Linked DNA regions of Mus musculus: region 2 is linked to region 1. The links are chromatin contacts, called in public ChIA-PET maps. All regions are on one chromosome and are shown on one strand. The core of a region is the stretch at or near the end of the contact, and the rest is flanking DNA. Distances in the headings are between cores, read along the strand shown.

Evidence for each region. ChIA-PET counts read pairs in DNA pulled down with a chosen protein or histone mark.
Region 2: an RNA polymerase II ChIA-PET map of memory CD8 T cells shows a contact between it and region 1, with 8 read pairs. The contact joins the promoter of Commd1 here to the enhancer-like site in region 1. A contact is called at or near these places in 4 of 39 promoter capture datasets (embryonic stem cells, liver and maxillary cranial neural crest), 1 of 484 Hi-C or Micro-C datasets (embryonic stem cells), 6 of 115 datasets of contacts at active chromatin or transcription factors (bone marrow-derived macrophages, embryonic stem cells, large pre-B cells and 2 more) and 3 of 9 other capture datasets (adipose tissue, liver and pancreatic islet).

The regions. Positions count from the first base shown.
Region 1 is chr11:23,121,244-23,126,025 of GRCm38.p6, forward strand. No RefSeq gene overlaps it. Among named protein-coding and RNA genes, the nearest start is that of Gm39610, 20 kb to the left of the region's middle. Within about 2 kb of position 3,383, at least 23 of the 459 cell types and tissues checked have an H3K27ac peak or open chromatin away from gene starts, as enhancers often do. A contact at or near this core is called in liver, memory CD8 T cells and trophoblast stem cells, where this site is marked.
Region 2 is chr11:22,979,465-22,984,291 of GRCm38.p6, forward strand. It overlaps Commd1 (COMM domain containing 1), which reads right to left and starts at 2,820. Exons shown (of 3, transcript NM_144514.2): 1 at 2,615-2,820. The coding sequence starts at 2,791.

The sequences.
Region 1 (4,782 bases), core at 2,133-4,632:
GAAATACAGTAAGTTAGTGGCAGAACCAGAACTTAAAACTGAGCAGGCTGGGAGACCACTGTCCGCCTGACCTGAAGCATCCCCCAAAGGCACATGTGTTGAAGACCTGGTCGTCATGGTGGTGCTATGGAAAGAGGTGGAACCTTTAGGAGGCAACGTTATTGGTACCCCCAACACTCTGCTTTCTCTTTCTCTTTACATACCAGCTGCCATGAGGTAGCAGGCCTTCCCACAACAAGCTCCCAACATGGTGTGCTATGTAGTCACAAGCCAGAGAAGAAATGTGAGTGACTGTGGATCGAAACCTCTGGAACTGTGAGCTGGAAGAAGTCTTCTCTCCTTTCACGAGGATTTTCACAGGCCCAGTAAGAGAGTATTCTCTCCAAAACAAAGCAGTTTTAGTACTGCGAAGGACTATGCTAAGTAGTCAGGGCAGGGATGAGTGGGCCATTCATTACAGAGTCTTGTCCACCTTTTTAGGGACGTGAGGTATCAGAAAAGATCAGATGCAATGTGTGAATTTCCTACTTTCTGAGATATTTATTAATTTGAATTATAAACAATTTTAAATATTAAAAGAATTCAATTTGCTTGGTGTGCCTATTATTCTGACTACCATGCAATGCTTAAGAAAAACCTATTATATTTATTTAAAGTATGTGTAAATGTGATATGTAACATAGTATATTAATAAGCTCACCAAGAACTTAATCAAAGAACAACTGTTTTAGTATAAACTATAAATTTATAGATAAATTTGAGAAATATGGTTAAATGCTTAACATGTAGGCTTAAAATTCATAATGTAAATAGGACTAGAAAGATGACTCTGCAAATAAAAGCATTAGGATAACCTGAATTCAATCCCAGAACCAACATACCAACATGATAGGGAAATCACAGTTATAGCCCCAACACAATAGGAGGAAGGAAACTTCCTCTCTCTCTCTCTCTCTCTCTCTCTCTCTCTCCCTCCCTCCCTCCCTCCCTCCCTCTCTCTCTCTCTCTCTCTCTCTCTCTCTCTCAGTCCATCTGTCTCATGCACACACACACACACACACACACACACACAATGTAATAATTTTAAAATGTACATCCAAAATACATTAAAATGCAAACAACTTTCCAGGTACCTAACCATGCAGAAAAGTCCCCTCATATTTAAAACCTTAAGTGAGATGAGTCAGGGAACTGCTTGCCTTATAAGCCTGGTGACCTGAGTTTGATCCCCAGCACCTACAAAAAGATGGAAGGCTGGACTCCAACGTTATCCTCTGATTTCCATATAATAGGTGGCAGTGTGCCTATACACACACACACACACACACACACACACACACACACACACATACACACACACACACACACACACACGAGTGGTAGTAGCAGTGATAATAATAATTTTAAAAGATTTACTTGGCTGGAGAGATGGCTCAGTGGTTAAGAGCACTAACTGCTGTTCCAAAGGTCCTGAGTTCAATTCCCAGTAACCACATAGTGGCTCACAACCATTTGTAATGGGATCTGATGCCCTCTTCTGGTGTGTCTGAAGACAGCTATAGTGTACTCATATACATAAAGTAAATAAATCTTTAAAAAAAAAGATTTACTTAAGATTCTCATTGACAGTTGGTGCAGGAGAAATTGAGAGAAAGAAATATATCATCCCCTGATGACATGGCTAAGAAGGGGTCTACCCTGATGGCATGGCTAAGAAGGGGTCTACCCTGATGGTATGGCTAAGAAGGGGTCTACCCTGATGGTATGGCTAAGAAGGGGTCTACTCTGCATTCTGGCCCAAGCGACAAAAGCTCCTTCAACCACTTTTCTATACCATCGCCAGAATATGGAAATTATATTTTTATAAAATGGCACTTTTCAACCTTCCTAATGCTGTGACCCTTTAATACATTCCTTACGTTGTAGTGCCCCAATCATAAAATTATTTTCATTGCTACTTCATAACTGTAATTTTGCCACTGTTATGAATAGTAAATATCTGTGTTTTCCCATGATCTTAGACAACTCCTATGAAAAGGTCAGTTGAACATCAGGGGTTTGTGACCCACAGGTTGAGCCCCACTGCTATAAAATTGTCTGGGTTATAGTCACTTAGAAAGCTTGACGCCCTGAATTCAACCCCAAATAACTCCTCCCTAGAAAAAAGCCAGTTCTGAATACATAGCCCATAGGAATAGATATACCGATAAACTAACACCAGTCTGCCTTGGAACAGAGATTAAAGGCTCTTTAATGTTTATTTCTTTAATAGTATTTATTTAAGGTCTATCTCTTTAATGTTTATATCTATGATGTTCATTTTTTGAATAAGAGAAATTCTCTTTTCACCCATCTTTTAATGCTTGGCAAATCCTGATAAAGTTAACATTAAATAAAGAAGTTCTGAACCTTTTTATAGTTTGCTCTTCTGTGCTGTCAATCAGGTAATTATTAAATTGCAAAACTTACCATTCATTCTGATTACAGTTTTCCTCACATTTATTTATCCATCTTCCCTAGGGAATGTCTATAACTGCCGTTGTTTTCCCAGGAAGACTAACCCAAATGTTTTGGAGCTACAAAAGCTGAAGTACACTTCCCATGGGCAATTAGCTAAGTTGTAAAGGTTTGTCTTTCCTTGGAAGGCTTGCGCCCTTTGGTTATTAACCCAGCCTAGCATTGGGGTAGATGTCACAAGGCACATTTAACTAAAGTGGAAAAATTCAGTTAATATGATTCACAAACTAGAAAAAATGATATAGGCCCTGAAGAAAAACATCACGTGTAAGGAGCTGAGAGTGATGCAAGTCACATAACAAACAGAAGTTTGTTTCCCAGTGTTCAGTGTTCAGTTGCTCATGGATTAGCCTAGCTGTCACATTCCGTATGTACTTTTATGGATCAATCTGATTTTATAACAAAGATAAATAAAAATAAATTTAAAGGTAATTAGCTTCTTAACCACAAAGTATCTTTTTAACAGTAGGGTCTTGGCAATACTTTACTTACCATGACCCAAGTCTATTCATATTTTCTTTGGACTACTTCAGTGGTGGAAGTTTCTAGATGCAGAAACTTGCAGAACGCATGTCTGCACACAGGGCAGGTTGCTGGCCCGGTGAGAACTAGCGGCCAGTTAGAGATTAGGATGCTGACGCGAGGGTCTGAGCCAGTCACTCATCCAAGGTGGCAGCCAGGACAGAGAACTAGCAAGCAAGCGAGAGCCACTGGATGAACTGAAACTGACTGGAGGGTTAGAAGCTGAAGTCTGCAGGCTGGGACCCAAACCCTTTCCACGCCGCCCCGCCCCTCCCTCGCCCCTCCCCTCCCTTTAGACCTGCCCCATCACTGGCTCCGCCCCGCGGGGGGCGGAGCCTCGAGAGCACACTCTCTCTCCTTTAGCTCCATAGGGGAGTAGCTCTCAGAAGCTGGTGCAGCCATGGGCGTCCCGAGGCAGGTGTCGCGAGTCCTGAAGCTGCCTGATCCCCGAATCTGCTGGGATGGATGTGTTCTGGAAGAATGGTTTCCCTCCCCAGCCGGCCTTCGATGAAAGTGACAGGACAGGCAAAAAGCAGAGTGTGAAAGTTACAGAATGTTTGAGCGAGGAAGAGCTCATAGCAGGGATGTAACCACTGAATTCTTTAGATTTTGAAGGCGGCAGGTGAAGAATGGGGGCGGGGTTGCTTTTGAGCTGGGCTCCTTAGGAATCCCAGCCTGATTTTGAACTCCTTACAAAAAACTGGGAATGAGAGGCAAGAGGCATGCACTGCCATTTCAGGCTGCTACACCATTTTTGAGGCTAATTTACCTTCACAAAATAGAAAAGGTTAGAATCATCATCTTCATTGCACTAGTGTCAAACTACCCTTAAGCTACACTACTGTTAATTACAGTAGACGCCTGACCTAGTAACCTTCAGACCAGTTTGACAAGAAAATGAGGGTGTTCGTGTTTTCAGAGTTCTCATCACTAATCCAAAAGTTACTGGAGAAAAAAAAAAAACAAAAACAAAAACAAAAAAACCACCTAGTGCATGTTTTTCTCAAGCCAGTCTTTTGGGCTTTTTCTTGTCTAATATTAGTCAGTGTATTCACTGGCTGATGTGCGCCCATGAGACCAAAGAGAAACCAGGTGAGTATCCTCAGACTTGAGAGACACAAAAGAAGCAAACCTTTGCCTGCTTCAACACCAAAGCATTGCAACAGAAGATTTCCAGATGCTAAAGAAGTGTTTAAGCTGTGAAACTTTCTTTTTTTTTTTTAATTGGATATTTTCTTTATTTACATTTCAAATGTTATCCCCTTTCCCCGTTTCCCCCCTCCTGGAAACCCCCTATCCCATCCTCCCTCCCCCTGCTTCTATGAGGGTGTTCCTCCACCCACCCACCCACCCACTTCCACCTCCCCGTCCTTGATTCCCCTACATTGGGGCATCTATGGAGCCTTCATAGGACCAAGGACCTCTCCTCCCATTGACGCATGACAAGGCTATCCTCGGCTGCATATGCACCTGGAGCCATGTGTACTTCTTGGTTGATTACTTAGTCCCTGGGAGCTCTGGGGGTGGGGGTGGGGGTCTGGTTGGTTGATATTGTTCTTCCTATGGGGTTGCAAAACCCTTCAACTCCTTTATTGGAGACCCTGTGCCCAGCCAATAGTTGGCTGTAAGCATCCGCCTCTGTATTTGTAAGGCTCTGGCAGGGCCTCTCAGGAGACAGCCATATCCGGCTCCTTTCAGCATGCACTTCTTGGCATCCACAATAGTGTCTGGGTTTGGTAACTA
Region 2 (4,827 bases), core at 1,570-4,069, 140 kb before region 1:
ATGAGGCAATTCCAGTCAATTTCTGTGAAGTAATTGCATTTTTTTTCTCGTATTCAAATATTGTAAGAAAAATTAGGTAGTGGTGTTGCCTTTGATCTCAGCATTGGGAGCCACAGGCAGGTGGATCTTCAAGGCCAGCCTGATCTATAGTGTAAGCTCCAGGATAGCCAGGGCTACATACAGACCTGTCTTGAGAACATGATAAAATAAATGTAATAAATAAAAGAATAAGGATTTTTAGTAGCAAGTTAAAATTTAACAGGAACTTTAAATAGTGTGGTTTTAGGCTGTTTAGACAGTTGAAACTACACAGTGAAACACTGTCTTGAAAACCAACAAAAAAGTAGACACATTAAATTTGCCGCCTCATCTGTGTGCGCTTGGATGTAAGAGATCAACAGCAAGCGTCCTCAGTGGTACTCCCACTTACATGTAAATGGGTACATGTGCTGTGGGGGCAAGAAGTTGAATTCAGGCATCCTGCTTTACCACTCTCCAGCTTTTTCTTTAAAAAAAAAAAAAAAAAGTGATTGTGTAGGCCAGGGGATAAGTTGCCACAGTTAATTCTCTCTTTCTCCCATGTGGGTTCCAGGGACTTCGATTGTCAAGCTTAACAGCAAGTGGCTTCACCTGCTAAGCTCTCGCTGGCCCGCAACCCTATTTTTAAATTCTAGCACAAGGTCTCACGGAACCCAGAGCTCACTAATTGGCTAGGCTGGCCGACTGGCCAGTGAAGTCTAAACATCTGCCTTTTTCCACCTCACAAATGCCGGGTTCCAAACATGCCTGTCATTTATCTGAGAACCGGGATCCAACTCAGGGCTTCCTACTCTCACGGCAAGCGTTTTCCTAGGGAGTTGCCTCCCTCACCATCCACTTCACCTTTTAAAGGTGTATTGATTTTTATTTTATGTGTATGAGTGGCCTGCCTGCATATATATAAGTGCACTGTATGAGTAGCTGAGGCCATGAAGACCAGAAGGTGCTAGATCTAGAACTGGAGTGACAGACTAGAGTAAGCTGCCACATGGCTTGTAATCAGAATTAATACAGTGGTCATTAGCCACATATGGCCACTTTAACCATTTCGAATGTGGCTAGTTGCAACTAAAATGTTTTAAATGTAAAATGCACATCATATTTTAAAGACTTTGTGAAGGAGCTGGAGAGATGGCTCAGCAGTTAAGTGTACTGGCCATTCTTTCAGAGAATTCAGATTCAATTCCCAGCATCCCCATGACAGATCACCACTGTCTGTAACGCCAGCATCAGAAGTTCCAACACATTCAGAGATACACATGCAGGCAAAACTTCAATACACAGAAAATAAAGACTTTGTGAAAACAATACATTGAATAGTAATTACATAAATGATAGATACCTTGAATACACTTTAGTTATAACAGCTTACCCAAGGGGAAAAAAAAAAAAAAGTCACAGGAACCAGCTGCCAGCTGGGCAGATAGCTCAATTAGGGCCTGGTTCTGATTCTCCAGCACCCATGAAAAGGCTGGGCATGGTCCCCTATTTCTGTAACCCAAGCTCTGGGAGAGCAAATACAAGCAGATCTCTTGAGTTCTTGGCTGCTCTAGCCAGTCAGTGAGACTGGATTCCAGGTACAGTGAGAGAGAGACTCTGTCTGGAAAGATAGGTAGAGAGTGATAGTGCAAGGTATCCCCCCACACGCCACCCCCCACACAGAGTGAGATAGTGCAAGGTACCCCACCCCATGCCACCCACACACACAGAGGTCACAGCAGGAGATGGTGGTAGCTGCTTGAAATTCTAACACTTGGGAAGTGGAAGGTGGATCAACTACACGTGAGTTCAAGGCTAGTCTGGGCTACAAGAGATCCTATCTCAAACCCCAGGTGGAATGGGGGACTGGAGAGACTGCTTAGAAGAGCCCTAATAATGCTCTTGAGGAAGACCCGGGTTTCCAGCACCCATGTGGTGGCCTATAACCGTTCCAACCACCAGTGCACATGCAGGCACCGCACCCATACACATAAAATAAAAATAAATCTTTTTAGTTAATTTCACCTGTTATGTTGCCCTCTAATAGTTTTCATGAGACAGTCTGATGTATACTTCGTTCCATTTGGAAATCATAGAGTCGACTGCTTTAATGGTGTTTACTCCAGTTAATCAATCCTTTATCTCACCAACCACCTCATGCTAACGCTCCCCAACTTCCACAACCCAGGAAAGCTGGCAAGCACGCTCTCGCTCTCTTTAAACAAGGGTCTCACCACATTGCCCTGACTGCCCTGGAACTCTGTGCAACAGGCTGGCCTCGAACTCACACAACTCTCTGCCAGCCTCTGCCTCTCCAAGTGCACAGATTAAAGGAGTGCACTACAACGCCCGGTGCAACATCAAAGTCCGAGGCGAAAAAAACTCGAAACTTATCTATACTACAGACACAGAAAGTCTTGAGGGAGAGAAAAAAAAATCAATGTTTTCACCGTTATGTGTCCCTAAAACAAGGGCGCAACAGAGCGACCTCCACGGCTCAGGAGGGTCGCTGAGCGCCCAAAGACAGCAGCACCCGAGGCTGGGGGCGGGCCTGAGGCTGCGAGGAGGGCAGGGCTGCTCGGCGGAACCACCGTACCTTGAGAAGTCCTCTCATCTTCGCCAGGAAGGGGCGGAACTCCTCCGGTGGCACTTCCGGATAGAGTTGGCTGTGCAGCAGCTCCTCCGTGACACCCGAGTGTCCGTGAAAGGCGTTCTGCGCTAGGCCGCTCAGCAGCCCGCTCAGGGACTTGCCACCCTCCAGATCGCCCGCCATGGCTAAGGAGGGCCTGCCGCCCAGCGGCTGAGCTCCGGTCCGCTACGGGGGCCGAGAAGGGCCATAAAAGCTGGCAAAGGCAGCCACGGAACGCGATGCCGGGTTCCTCCACTAGTCGATATAAACAGTTCTCTCGTTTGCTCTGCCACACACATCCACTACTTCCACCACAGCCAAATCCACTCAGTTTCCTTTAGAGTCACTGTGTTTTTGTTGTTTCCTTCTTCACTCCGATGTGCAAATGCGCACTCAAAGGAACGATCGCTGGCTGGAGATACCTAACTGTAACTCCGTAAGAATGCCACCTTAATTCTTCGATGGCTGTATCTCATTCTACAGCTTGCAATTAAATGAGCAGTGCCTACTACTCAGTTCTAAGCTCTATAATCTTTTCCCCACGCCCCCCAAATGTAGCTACTTCATGAGGACATGATCTCTTTGCTTGCATTAATTCCTTTGTGTATACCCGTACGTTGTCTTTCTAGCCATTATCAGTAGTCTGGTCTCCATTTCTATAACCACTATTTTTCAAAGCCTTATTTTCATTCTTAAAGTGGAATCGCATTAGTAAATACTTATCTACATAATTACCCAAAAAAAAACCCTTACTTATATTCAGCTATAATAAGCGTGTAGCATGATACTATAATATAGGTGAACCTTTAAAATGTGCTAAATGAGGGCTGGACAGATTCAATGGTTAAGAATGTATACTATTCCTGTAGCGGACCAAAGTTCAGTTTCCAGCACTCGCTTTAGGCGACTTACAACCTCCTGTAACTCCAACCTCAGAAATTGAAAGCTTCCACCAGCAATGTACTCATGTGCACAGACAGGCCTACATAATTAAAAAGAAAAAAAGAAAAAAAATGCGTGAAACGAATGAAGCCAGACATGAAAGACAACTGGACAATCTTATTTACTGCTAAATTAAGCAAATCCATACAAAAATCCAGTTGTCAAGGACTGAAGGAGGGAAGAATAGGAAATGACATAATGGGTACAAAGTCTGTTTTCAGATGATGAAAATGCCTATGAGCAGCCACTGGTGATAACTACACGGCTTTGTCCTTTACCAAAGCACAGTGAATTGTATACACTAAAAGACAGTTTTGCAATATGTAAATTAGCTCCCAATTGGAAAAATTAGTATAAGCTAATTGTAATTTAAAATAAAAACCCGGGCATAGTGGCACACACCTTTAATCCCTGCACTCAGGAGGCAGAGGCAGGCAGTTTTCTGAGTTCGAGGCCAGCCTGGTCTACAAGGTGAGTTCCAGGACAGCCAGGGCTATACAGAGAAACCCTGTCTCAAAAAGACCAAAATAAATAAATAAAAATAGCATACTGGGTTTTAATCCCTGAACTTGGGAGGCAGAGGCATTCTCTGAGTGTGAGGCCAGCCTGGATTACACAGAGAAACCTTGTCTTGAAAAACCAAAAAAAAAAAAAAAAAAAATTAAAATAAAGGAAAATGGTATAATAGACTATGAACTGCAGTGTGTTTAAGCACAGCTATGTCACTGGTGAGGAGGCATGCAAGGCAGCCAAATGCCTCCATCTTTTTTTAAGGAGATGTGTTTGGAACTGTGGCTCCATAAAAGATGTGGATTTGAGGTTTGGGGAGAGGTTGTTCTGTATAGCTAGCTGCATCAGCAAGTCAGGCTCTGTCTCTGGAGTCCTGTTTATGCCCTCCAAACATCACGTGTCCTCCATGTGTCTCACCTAGAGCACAGCTCTTGCCTCAGCACACACACCCAATCAGCTCACAAACTATAGTACACCACTAAAAGTTTTTTGGTACCTTTCTCTCTATGGCATTCCGACAAATGTAGCTCAACTATATAATATAAGGCAGACCAATGTATGTGTATTGTTAGTAAATAATCTTTTATCGTGTGTCTTTTCATGTGTTTGTTTATGTAAAACATCCCCTCTCCTGTGTCTGCTTCAGCTAAACATTCCTTCACATGTTTGTTCCAGCAAAGCACCACCCAGCTGACTTTCCAAAGAACCCTTAAGTTTTTACTTTAGTT